Regions from separate parts of the Mus musculus genome. Here regions 1 and 3 are each linked to region 2. Evidence: chromatin contacts called from public HiCAR-type and promoter capture Hi-C data. All regions are on one chromosome and are shown on one strand. Each heading gives the region's core, a stretch centred on a gene start, on an enhancer-like site or on the middle of the called end of the contact. The rest is flanking DNA. Distances are from core to core; before and after follow the strand shown. Region 1 holds the start of Lca5 (Leber congenital amaurosis 5 (human)). Region 2 holds the start of Ibtk (inhibitor of Bruton agammaglobulinemia tyrosine kinase). Region 3 holds the start of Sh3bgrl2 (SH3 domain binding glutamic acid-rich protein like 2).

What was found. Promoter capture Hi-C pulls out the DNA fragments that hold promoters and counts their contacts. HiCAR-type assays count read pairs that join an accessible place to other places.
Region 1: a contact with region 2 is called in a promoter capture Hi-C map of pre-B cells. The contact joins the promoter of Lca5 here to the promoter of Ibtk in region 2. A contact is called at or near these places in 1 of 39 promoter capture datasets (pre-B cells), 3 of 484 Hi-C or Micro-C datasets (CD4 T cells, CD8 T cells and regulatory T cells) and 2 of 115 datasets of contacts at active chromatin or transcription factors (astrocytes and thymic regulatory T cells).
Region 3: a HiCAR-type map of astrocytes shows a contact between it and region 2, with 5 times the contacts expected there. The contact joins the promoter of Sh3bgrl2 here to the promoter of Ibtk in region 2. A contact is called at or near these places in 3 of 39 promoter capture datasets (hippocampal neurons, liver and pre-B cells) and 1 of 115 datasets of contacts at active chromatin or transcription factors (astrocytes).

Annotation. Positions count from the first base shown.
Region 1 is chr9:83,438,353-83,442,597 of GRCm38.p6, reverse strand. It overlaps Lca5 (Leber congenital amaurosis 5 (human)), which reads left to right and starts at 1,499. Exons shown (of 8, transcript NM_027448.2): 1 at 1,499-1,689. The region is part of intron 1 of Gm2087 (predicted gene 2087); the gene reads right to left.
Region 2 is chr9:85,747,652-85,752,055 of GRCm38.p6, reverse strand. Ibtk (inhibitor of Bruton agammaglobulinemia tyrosine kinase) reads left to right here and starts at 2,722. Exons shown (of 29, transcript NM_001081282.2): 1 at 2,722-2,925.
Region 3 is chr9:83,545,996-83,550,284 of GRCm38.p6, reverse strand. It overlaps Sh3bgrl2 (SH3 domain binding glutamic acid-rich protein like 2), which reads right to left and starts at 1,947. Exons shown (of 4, transcript NM_172507.5): 1 at 1,782-1,947. The coding sequence starts at 1,826.

The DNA.
Region 1 (4,245 bases), core at 250-2,749, 2.3 Mb after region 2:
TGTAGAAATGGTTTTTTTGTGTGTGTGTGTCATTGCCATAGAGCATCAAACATGGCAAAGTCCTGCAGGAAAAAAAAGGGGGGGAGGGGCATTCATTGGCCAATGGGAGTCTGAAGCACTGTAGTAACAGGAATTCCTGTGAGACTAGAATACAAACCCAGAGTGCCCAACTGTGATTAGGATTCATCCCCAAACACAATCTTTACAAACGGCAGTTAAATATTTAATGCAGTTAAATAGTTTCAATTAGTAAAAATATTAAAATGTGGTTTGGTAGCTTCAGTTCTTTTTTCCTGGAAAGCTGTAACCTGTGTAGTACACAGTGAAGTGAAATGGTATAATCAGAAAACTGAAGTCCTAATAAAAATGGCAGATCAAAGTCATGCCATGTAGAAAGGTGAAGTTATCATCACACTTGGGACAAATCTTTAAAACATCAATTTGGTAAAACTGGCTTTGAGGAACTATAAATTATTTTGGTTATTTTTTTTCAAGGTCAAATAAAGTAATTGTTATCTCTGATAGAGTAACACTGTGTGGTGTAATAAGGACACTGAAAATGTTATACACAATTAGGTATTTTGTTTGGGAGATTTCTAAAATTTTAGATACTTTTTTGACTTGCCAGTAATGCTATTACCCTGTTAGAGAAATGCTCTAAAGATGCTAGATTTGGAAGTTAATAGCCATGTGGTTCTATCCTGATCTCACCGCTTACTACCCCCTGAATCTATTTTCTGGAGTATAAATGACAGCAGGCTTCAATCGGGAACTGAACAGTCTTATTAAACGGTCTGGATGAGAAGCTCAGAGAGCGTCAGAGCCCCCGTGGAAAAGATTTTCTTTATAGCTTCTTTACCTACTGCAATTAATACTGCTTAGTGTGCACTGTCAAGTTTAAAAGAAAAATTAGCCATCTAGCTGCCCTTAGCCCACTGTCATGCACTTCAGAATATTTCCTTTAAAAACAATTCTTTGAAAACATAACGAGAACAAACGTGTTCTCATTATCCTTTAGCCCCAGATTTCCTTCAGAACTTAAAAATCATGCGCAAGCCATATTCAAGATGTGTTATCTCAAGAAAGTCCAGAACCCAGGCAGCAGTATCATGAAAATATCAAGTCCACACCCTCCTACACATCAATTTCAGCGGAACCAGAAAAGTACATTGATTTCTTTATAACGAAATCCAAAATATTCAGAAAAAAATAGGGCCGGTTTCCAAGGGTTTTGTCCACAGACCCTTTCTGGAGCCGGCGTCCCTCTATGAGAAGGGTTGGCATTCTTTCGGTCTGTCCTGGGTGCTGGGCTCCGTGCAACTGTCCTCGCGGGTCGCGGTTCCCCGCCTCACCGGCCCACCAATGGTTGATGCCTCTCTCCTCGCCATCCCGCCTTCCGATGCCACAATAACCAATAGAAATGAACGTATGGAGTCCAGTAACCAATGGGAACTGGGGGAGGCGGAGGCCGGTCCTCCCGCGGTGCAAGCTGGGCTTCTGCTCCGTTGCCCAGGAGCCGAAGCCGCCGAGCCGCCGCCCGCAGCCGTGGTCCCTACAGTGAGTGAGTTCAAACTCCCCGCAACCGCAGTCTGCAGCGTCCGGGTACTCTAGGTCTCGGACCGTAGCTGTCGGTCGGACTCGGGGATCGGCCGATGATCCAGGCAGGAGCAGGAGGTGCCAGCTTGGAGGGTGAGGGGCGGGCCTCGGATGAGAGAGGAGGTCTGCGGCCGGGGGGGGGGGGGGGGGGGGATGGACGTGATGGGGCGGGGCGAGGCGGGGCTGATCGGCGGATGCTTTGGAGAGAAGGAAGAGAAAGTTGAGAGACTGGGATTTGTTAGCCCCCTAAAGCAGAAGGAAAGCATGTGCAGACGGATCCAAAGAAGAACGAAGTTACCAGAAAGAAACCCCTGGAGACTGGTGTAGATCGGGATGGGAAAGGAGGGCGCGCGGAGCCTTTCAGAGACTCTGGAACAGTCTAGGATATTATTGTTAACACTGTCGTTAAAGGGGAGAGACACTTTGGTCCAGGCTGTGGATTATTTTTATACATCATTGAGGGATGGAATGGAACGAATGAAAGTAGTTAGCAAAACCTACCTGTTGGCAGAACTGAGTTGGGGTGGATGCACATGCCTTTTGTTTCGCGCTAGCTGAATAAGGGAACAGTGTTTCCCTGTGTGACCAGTTCACCTGAATGTAAATTCTTAGTCACTTCATGGGCTTGATACGTAATGGTATCTTTTGGTTGGTAACAAGTTGCTAGGGGCTGTATTTTTCCTCCAGAGAAGTGCAGTGAATGGTAGACACATTGTGAGGATTAATTTTACGGAGGTATTTGTACCTATATTTGGGTAAGTGGGGTGGGGGCGGGGTGTGGAGGAAGGTTTTATGAAAGTAAATTTTCTTTTAGGATTGATTAATTGTGTGTGTGTGTGTGTGTGTGTGTGTGTGCGCGTGTTTCCTGTCCTGGACCAGCTCCTGCCTGCACATCTCAATCCCGAAGTTTGAGGGTCTTAACTCTTGGCCCAAGCAGAGTAGGCTTGACCACATACACATGGATGCTCAACCGTGCGTTCAGGATTAGATAGATGTCTTTGGGATCAACAGTCATAACTTAGGGCTTGAGAGCTGATTCAACCGTTAAGAGTACTAACTACTCTCCCACAGGCCCTAGGTTTGATTCCCAGCAGCCACATGGCAGCCCACAACTGTCTGTAACTCCAGTTCCAGGGAATCCTACGCTGTCTTCTGGCCCTTCTAGGTACCAGGAACTGTATCCATGGCACACAGACAGGCGTTCAACAAAACACTCACATAACTAACTTACTAACTAAACAAGCACACAAATAATCAAATATAAGTAAGTAAATTTAAAAAGTCATTTAAATGGTGAGGGATCGGGTGAGAGAGCTACAGGCATCCAGGAAAAGGGTAAATGGAGGTTTCATTTTTCTCATTCTCATTAATCTGTATTCTTTCTAGTCTCTCTCCACACTCCAATTTTCTATTAGTATTTACAGTATTTCACCCTGTGATCGGTTGTGCATTGGTTAGTATGTTTATTCAAATGTGTGGCAGGAAAGACGAGTTCTCTTAGTTCTTTAAATTGATGGACCGTCATTCAGACGTCAAAAGCAGTTGATGCCTCTGGAAAATAAATATTTCCAAAACTGTATCTCTTTAACATCACGGAACTACTTCTGTCAGACTTGCTAGAAAAAGACTCAAGCAGTCCCTCCTGTTGTCAAGCTTGGGGACACCCCCTCCTCTGCCCACGACTCAGTCTTCTATTTTTTTTTTTTTCATTCCATAACTCAGTCTTCTATTTTCTTTTTTCATTCCATAGTTTCTTGGCCAACTCCATCCTTCCTGGTGGCTTCTACTATCCATAACTTACTAGCACACCCCCAGTTTTGCATCTCTCCCAACTTCTGGGTAGGTAATTGTAGGTACTTCCAGTTGGATTAGCCTGCCCACAGGTACCTCAGACTCACTGTGTCTGATAAACCCCATGCGGTCAGATGATAGCATTTGCATCCAGCTTTACAAGTCAAAAACTTTGGAATTCTTCCAGGTTCTTCTTCTCATACTCGACATTTAGTCCATCACCAAGTCCGGCTTATTTGACTTGCTCAGTATCTCCAGCATCACTTTGATGCTCTCTATCCCTAGCTATGCTATTATAGCGCAGACCTCTGATTTTTGGGTTAAGGTAGACCTTTGTAAAGGTCATGTCTAAGTGCTTTAACCATCCTAAAGATCCTTTGTTTCTGTAAGCAGTCTGCCTGTGATTGTAGCTTCCATCTGATCCAGCCTCACTCATTACTTTCTGATGCCCACAGCCAGTGTACTCATTTCAAACCAGATTGTTCCTTTTTCCTTTTTTTTTTTTTTTTTTTTTTTTGGTTTTTCATGACAGGGTTTCTCTGTCCTGGAACTTACTTTGTAGACCAGGCTGGCCTTGAACTCAGAAATCCGCCTGCCTCTGCCTCCCAAGTGCTGGGATTAAAGGCCCATATTTATATAATGTGAAGTACATATTTTTCAATAAGCACACAAAAATATAAGCAGGTAAAGTTAATTTTAATATATGGTAACTGGATAATCCAAAATATTATTTCAACACATAACCAACATAGAAAAGATTGTTAAAATGTGTGTATTAAAATTTCAAAAGCTCATGTGCTGTGTGTGTAAGTTTTTGGTTACCATTCAAAGAAAATGAATTTCATTGTCCTGTCTTCC
Region 2 (4,404 bases), core at 1,473-3,972:
GTCTTTGGATTCAATAATCATGGAATTACAGTTTCACAGGATGTTCTTAGAGAGTTATGTTGCTGTGCCTTTTCATGTTTCTTATGGTTTGTGTGTGTGTGTTAAAGTTTTACATCTCTTCAGTGGAATATCTCTCAATGCATTTTAGCTGTATCTGAGTATTTTCACATTAAGAATCCTTTCCCAGAGAAAGTACCACTCAGAGAGGAAACAATGAACTATTGTAACAGCAACAACATCAAACTGTGCAATATAAGAATACACCAAAGCCAATTAAGTCTCGGTATATCACCAAAGATGCAAAACAGAAAATGGCAAAACTAATGTGGAGTCTGGCATGAGATAAACAGTCACTTATGGTTAATATTGTAATAGATAAAGGAGTCAAGGTCTTAGCAAACTGGAGCAGAAGCAAAGTTAAGTCAAAGGAAAAAGAAGAGGAGTGGAGAAGACTGTTATGGAAGGAAAGAAAAATGAAGAAGCAGTTAGCAAGAAAGGGAAAAGAACTCCTCAATAACGAGAAGGCTCAAAAATAAATTAGATAAACATAAGGGAAATAAAAAAGAAGACATAAGCTTCTTTACAACTAATAAGATAAAATCCAAAATATTACTAAAAGTACACTAGGAAGGAACACAGAAACAAGTAGGAAAAGAAAAAGATTGCCCAGAATTGAAACAAAATGCATAAAAGTTTTAGAAAAGGTGTGAAGGGGAAAAAAACCTTAAATATAATAACCACCAATATTGCTAAACCTGCATAAAAGGGGAGAGCAGAAGCAATGGGAGAAGAGGAAACGAAAAGGATGAGGAGGTGAAGCCGGGTCCTTCTGTCTCAGCAGCGATCACGCAGACCATTTACCCTCTGGTGTTATGTGCTTCATTCTCACCTTGGGGTAAAAGCTGCACAGTTTGCTTTCATTCTACAGTAAAAGATTAAATCTTTATTAGCTCGGAATGTTTTAACTTATGTGGCCACCTAACACTACTGCATTTATGATATCAGTTGGTGCCACCAACTAGATTCCTTTTAAGCCCAACAGTGTATAAAAATATAAAACTCAGGCTGTTCGTGTCATAGATAATAAATAACGTTATGTCAGAGTCTCAGTTTGGTCAGCACCGCGGCAACTGTGGCTGATAAGTTTTACTTTGTAAGCAGCTTTCTAATATTCTCTTTCTGATCCTTGTTGAAGCAGGACCAGTTTCGTCCCCCATCTCCAACGGCAAAGACATTCATTCCTTGGCATGATGCTGGTCTTTCTTTTTCTGCTTCACCTAGTTATTTTCTACTTCTTCCCTAGTTTGTCATTTTTTTTGGGGGGGGGGGTCAGATGAAACCTCTTATTTTCTTTCACAGATTCGTTAAAGTTGCAATTAATTTTTGTGTATATGATTATGGCCGTATGGACATTTTGTACCCCCAATGCTTACAAGCGTTTGAGACATGGCAACTTCTAGGTGGTGTTACTGTGTGCTTGGCACTCTGCTAAGTGCTGCGGGCGTCTATCAACACATTTTCACTACAGCAACATGTATTCCATTCCCACTTTGCAGATGAGGAAATTAAGGCTTCAGAAAACCTAAATGACTTACCCAATACAAAGAAGAGACAGATAAAAGATGTGAACTCAGGGCAACACATTTATTTACATCACTAGCTTCCAGATCACTGAGCGTCTTTGTTCATGAGTGTGTACACAGCTTCCTTCCAAGTCACTGTTTATACATTACAGAATGGGTCAGAGTAGGAAGTAAGAAAGCAAATTAAGTCCTTGCACTGGGAGGAGAGCTGGGGAGCTAGGTCTGTTTCCATCTCTCCTTCAGTTTGATCTAGCAACTTACTTTCCTACAAAGTCTACAAAACAGGCAATTGGGCTGAAGCAGTCTAAGAGGGTATTGAGTTTAACTCCGTTTAATAGATGATGGTGTCAGTGGCTCATACAGCAACACAAACAGGGCCGAGGTTCAAACAACTCTGGGCTCCAAGTGCTGTTTTTCTCTGAGTCATGCTACTCCTCCCTGAACACATGTTTACTAAGGCGCCTCTGTATCAGACTTCAGCAGGAGTATGTTTTCCGTTCTGGACTGATTATTGGCACACAATTTGCAACCTTTAAAATGGCTTGTAGATTTAAGAGTTCAGGGAGGAAAACCTATTGTAAGCCTGGCGTCAGGCAGACAGATGTGACCCAAGTCAGCAGCTGGTCGCACAGTGGCGATCTGAAAAATCTATGGCGCCTTCTGACAAAAAGAGAGTGACACTCAGACAATCCGGGCACAACAGGCGGGGCACAGAGCAGCAGGGCCCAGTCTTGGGGAGAGGACACCTCTGGTTTTCCAGTTATCCCACTACGAGTGATCCGGGAAGCAACTTTTCTAAGATGCCCACGTTTCTACGGAGTGGTGCTTGGGCATCCAGCCAGTTCCTTGTTTCCTCCATCCCAGCCTTAACCTCCTTTCCGAGTGTCGACCTGCGGGGAGACAGATCTCCTAGGGTGACATCTGGCACCAAGAGGGGCAGTACTGGTTCTGAGTGTAGGGCGGCAGCCAGTGTCGACCGCACCAAGGCCGGCAGGGGTCATGCTCCTTTGGGATACTAGGGAAAGGCCACAGCTGAGGTACTGCCACGCTAGGCCTTGTGGGCAGGCCCCGACCAATCACTGTGGGGCATACACGAACTCCGGCCAATCAGCGCCCGTCTTATTCCCGAGTCCCGCCCGCTCTAGCTCAGGTTTCCCCGAACCCGGTCCCGGCGCCGACAGTCGCGGCTGTCGCTTTCCGTGCAGCCGTCCCCGGAGCTGACTCGGGCGTCCCGGCTCCTGGCTCCCTTCGTTGTCCCCGGTAGCTTTCACTAAGGATGAGTCCCTGCGCGGCCGCGCGCCTGCCCCGCGGAGACCGCCGGCGCACCTTCATCTAGCGACTGGTGAGGGCGACGGCGAAGGCGTCCTGCCAGCCCGGCAGGGGAGCGGGGCCCGGGGAGGGAACTCGCGGAGGGGGCGGCTGCCGAGCTTCGCGCCGCGTGGCACGGGCGGGTGGCCTGGCAGCGCAGCCCCGCCGCCCCTGCCAGCTAATGAATGGCCTTGTCCCGCCAAGTGCTACGTCGCCAAGCTGCCCGACACGCCCTCCAGCGACGATGCTTTTCTGGTTCCGAGGGTTGACTGGTGTCACCTCCCTTGGATCCCTTCCTAGAGGCTCCCATGTCCCCTAAACCCTTGGTGGAGTTTACAAAGTTTGAGTTCCCGCGGGCCTTGCTGAGTTTGCAGAAGCAGGTCTTGCTCTGAGCATTCGCTGCTGGGTGGAAGTGGACTGGGGTCTGTTCTGCAGAGACAGGATAGAGGGGCCTTTTGTTCGTAGCTATCAGGTTGCAAAGGCATTTTGGATCCGAGGGGAAATGGCCAACCCTGATTTAAGCCGTCTTTAACTCTGTTATCTAACACAGTCATAAAACATGAGTCGTGTTAGTCAGAGGGGATATTTTTCAAGGAGGAGAAGTTGAGTAGCACCTGTTTCCTTTATCTCGAAGTAGGTAACATTTGAAGTAGTTCCCCCCCCCCCCCCATAGTTAGTGTGGTTACCTCCATATGCAAATTACCAAACGTTTTGTGTGTGTGTGTGTGTGTGTGTGTGTGTGTGTGTGTTTTTCGTCATCAGTTCCTCACTTCTCAGTGGAGTTACTTTCATTTGTTTTTATTGATTTGGAGACCTGCTTCACCGTACCTGAGGACAGAACTATTTTCTAAAACGTGTTTTCTAAAAAAGTTTTTGCAAAACTTGAGTCACATCGCAGCTTTACAGTTTTTCAATTGGATATGTTAATCTTCGGTTTTTTTTTTTCTTTTTAGTAAATCTTGTTTGAAGGGCTTTCTGTGTGCCAATTTTTTTTTTCTGTGTGCCAATTTTTGTGTGATGATTTCATTACATTTTAAACGTTCAAGATGCTTGTGGATTATAAAATTCTAGACTGAATGAGTATGCCCAAACTTCTTTCTTTCTTTCTTCCTTTTTTTTTAAAAAATATTTATTTATTTATTTATTTATTTTACGCATATGAGTACACTGTAGCTGTACAGTTGGGAATTGAATTTTTAGGACCTCTGCTTGCTCTAGTCGGCTCTGCTCGCTCTGTTCAACTTCGCTCACTCAGTCCCTGACTGCTCCAGCCCAAAGATTTTATTTATTATTATACATAAGTACACTGCACCTGACTTCAGATGCACGAGAAGAGGGTGTCAGATCTCATTAAGGGTGGTTGTGAGCCACCATGTGGTTGCTGGGATTTGAATTCAGAAGAGCAGTCAGTGCTCTTACCAGCTGAGCCATCTCTCCAGCCCTTAATCTCACTTTTTACAAATGAAAATATTGAAGCTTTGAGAAAATTCAGAGGTTTGCTCAGGGTCCTTAG
Region 3 (4,289 bases), core at 698-3,197, 2.2 Mb after region 2:
TGCTGTAAAGGAAAAAAAATTGTACATGAACTAGGAGATATTACAAAATTTGGGGGGGGGGGGCTCGATGGGTGTTTCTATGACCCGAAAAGAGTATGTTTTCAAACAGCAGAGCAAAGTGAATAATGAGTGTTTACAGACTGTGCTGTGCCTATGAACTGAGCATAAGCTCCCAACCAAATGCAACCACATCAGACCATGGGGATCTGAGACGCGGTTAAAAAACCAAAGTGGAGAGACTGCACTTTGAAGTTCACCAGTCTGCAGTTCAAATGGAATAGACTGGTATGAGCTGTACCCACATTTACTCAACTGACGAAAGCATTTTAAAAGGACAGCACAATTGTGAGGGCCTCAAAAGCCTTCCTGGTACAGGAGAGAGAGAAGGGCAGAGCTCGGGCACCACTGGTCCCCACACTAGGCAGCACACAAGAACTTGTTTCCTCAACTTAGGTCCGTGCACAAAACATTAAAGCCCAGACTCAAGTCACACAGTAGGCAGGCACTAAATACATGTGTGTTTATGGAACTGATAAAATTGGTTACAGGATGCAAGTCTGGATACATGATGGAGAAGACAGGTAATTTACCTGTGACTTTCCCAACACAACTGAAGATCAACATTGGAGCTTGCTGCTTCTGAAATCAGTAAGCTCCTTTTGAAATAATTACCGAAGCTGGTAAGTTCATGGTAAAGACCAAAAGCTCTATAGTAAGGAATTCATTTCAATAAATCTATCTAGGAGATAGTACATTTCATGAGGCTCAGCTTTAACAGGGAAAAATCTTTTAAAGGCACCTATGACTAAGCAATAACAAAAAGGGAGGATTTTTGAGAACCAGGACATGCCTGCACATACAGGTAGGCCAGCATTTTCCCAGCTATTGTGTCCTTGTATCAAAAAAGATTGGGTTAAGAGCTTCAGTAGTTTACGGGGATTTTCCAAGTAGTATTTTATTCCGCCTTCTACCCCACCCACTTAAATTCTAAGACAGTCTGCCTACTGAGCAGGCAACCAGCCAGCCTAAACTTTAAACCAATCATTCTTGTACTTTTTTCTATATCTGATTAAGTAACTGACAAAGTAGATTTTTGGAGATGTAGTTTAACTCTTGGCTAAGGAAATCAAGTCTTAGCAATCACATGAAACATAACTGACACACTACAGGCGCATTACATGTGTCTTAGTATACATGTGCACTATTTCTAGTTATTTAACTTCTTCTAAAGAACAATATTCCTAAAAGAAGTCAACACTCGACAAACAGAGTAGCTAAAAATAGAAAACACAATTTATTCTTAAAATGAAATTTACCACAGCACTGGAGGAACAAGGGAAGGACCATATGTAAAAGTATTTGTAACACCCTAGGCTAAAAAACAACAAAGAAAATAAATTAACTGCGACCTAACAGGACAAGTGTGGTTTGCTCAGGTGTAAAACTAAAAAGGACTTGCTGGGGACGAGAGGATGTAGAGCAATTTTTTAAAATGGGTTTCCTCCAGACGCCAGGTCAGCAAATCAAAGTAGTCTAAACTGCCATAGGAAACATAAGCCGACGGGGTGTCCCAAGTCCGGAACCTCTAAACTCAGCAAAGGGCCCCTGGAGCCGACAGCTGCGGCAGGGGACTGGCTCCCTTGGGTCCCCTCGCCAGTTGCCAGTGCGGGGTGTGTGACCCCTGCGTGTCCACCGGGTCCGAGCCCGGCGGTCACCTGCCCGCGCGTCTCCTACGGGCGCACGCGCTGCGCGTCTCCCGCGATCCCGCCCGCTCGGCTCACCGCCACGAAGCCTGAGCATGAGGCGACGAAGACGCGGACCACCATCCTCTCGCTGCGTCAGGGATCGCCGCTGACTCGGTCACAGAAGTTTAACGCGACTGAGGTAGCTGCCGACTCCCGTGCGACCGTCGGAGAAGACCGCAGCGACGCGTCTGGCTCCCGCCGCTCCGCGGATGAAAGCCCAGCGCCTCCGCCGCGGGCTGAGCGAGAGGCGGGTGGGGCCAGGCGGCCGCGGGGGCTGACGGGAGTTGTAGTTTCCTTGGCGCCCAGAGTGACCAGGCACTGCGCTCCTTCTGTCCGGCGCCTGCTTCACGGGAATTAATCGTACACGCAGGTGGTTTAGGAAGGACCCGGAAGCGGGACAAGCTAATTGGCGGGAAGCCAGTTTACAAGAACACAGCAAACAAGACAAAGGGTTGGGTGGAGGATAGTCCAAGCTTGGGTTTTGTTTGCGGTGGAGACGGGTGGAGCATCCTCTATCAGAAACAGCCATGGAGCTGAGGCGACCCACTGTTTTAGAGACACGCAAAGGCTCGCCCCAGAGACCTTGGCAGTTCACGGGCTTGGACAGGCATGGCAGTGGGTTGAGCTTTTGGTGTTTTGTTTCTCCTGCAACCCTGAAAAACTGTTGAAGAGGAGTGTTGTTATTTTTCCTGGAGGCGGTTTTATTATGTAGCCCAGGCTGGCCTGGAACTCAACTTCACCCTCCCTAGCAGGTATTACAAGCATACATCACCACGCCTAGTTTGCAAAGGGAATCTCTTTGGTAAATGAAACAGGCTTTCACTTTATTCTAAAGACACTGAAAACTGGAAAGCCAAATGAGAACAAGACCGATATTTTATTTTTCTTTGCAAAACTGTAATTGTAGTAGAAAAGAATAAGTACTGATAGAAATGAAAATCCCCCTATCAACATTGGGAATCAGAACCCTCCCTCCCCACCCCCTACCCCGCACAATGCCTTTGCCTCTGTGCACCTACTGATATTTACAGTTGAGCCAAATCTGTGTCTTTTTCGAAATCGCTGTGCATTCCAACGCGGTATCCCAGGAGGATACCATTAAAGAGAAAGCTTTCATGAAGTGGCTAATAGGTTCCGAGTAGTGCTTTAGCAGGTTGTATTGGCTTGGCTAAGGCTCAAGCCACTCCTAGTTTTGTGGAAGTGAACCAGTTTCCCTCACACTACTGTATTTACTTTCTTCATTTCACCAAGGGACTTTAGCAGCGTTCAGGGAATGCTGCTAATTAATTCTAGAGAGAAGAAAATTGTGTGATGAAGTCTCCCACGTTTGCAAGTTTCTGGCACAAATGGTTGCTTGAAGGACTTTGGTTTTTAGACTTACTAATATTTCAAGTTGCCAACCTTTCCTGTGGCTTATGTCTTAAATAGTTTTATTTGTATGTATGCATGTATGTATGTATGTATATTTTTGTTTGTGTAGATCCATTTAGCACAGCATACTTGTGGAGGTCATGGGACAACTTTCTCCTTCTACCGTGTGGGTCAGGATTAGCAGCAAGTGTCTTTACCCACTGAGCCATCTCAGTGGCCCCTTCATTGCTTATCTTAATCCACTTTTGTCATAGGCCTCTTTAAACTTAGTAGAGTAAGAATATATAATCCTGGTGGGTCTTTATTTCTTTTTAATGTTAAAAACTTAAATATAAGTTCTGCTGTAGCTATAACACTCTGCAATTGTTCTTTAGCTTTTGCTATCACAAACATGGAAATGAAGGCATATAAAATGTGAAATAATTTTCACAGAAGTAGATACATTATTTCCTGTATAAATATGGGTCTTTACAAAAGGAACCATTCCCTCCCCCCCAAAGTATAGAATTAATGTAGCAATGGAGATAAACAGCTTAACAGTAGAACTCAGAAGCGCTCTGAGGAAAATGGATAAAAGAAATTGACTAAGTCATTTCCTCAGTCAGCAAATTGGAATTGCAACTGGGGAAGTCAGGCAGCACGGAGCTGTGACATAGAACACACGGCTCTGAGGAACTGTGTTAGTCATCTTCCTGTTGTTGTGACGAATCACCTGGTGACCAAGCCAGCTCAATCAGTCAACAGGGTCTCAAGCGAGGGAATGAGGATTTAAAAAGAAGAAAAACAGTTAGACAAAATTATAACCTGACTCCTGCCTGTACGGAGGCTGAAGCAGCGTTATTTCTCTCCAGCCTGCATATATATATATGCACACACACACACACACACACAGATCATTCTAGGTATATCCAAGACAAAAGTAATGGATCGAAGTAGTAAACAAGGAGATCACACAAGAAAGTAATTAAGCAGAGTAGTATGCAAAAAGATCACATAAGGAAATAATTCAGCAAAATAGTAAACAAAGCCCCATGCTCACTGTTACTCTTATCTAGGCCTACTTCCTTGTCTAAGCCCAGTGACAAATACCCAATTCCTAGAAGTCGCACCAAAAGCTCTCAACAACCTGGGATAACTTAAAGAGGGCAAAGGTCAGCCAGGTGTGGTAGCACA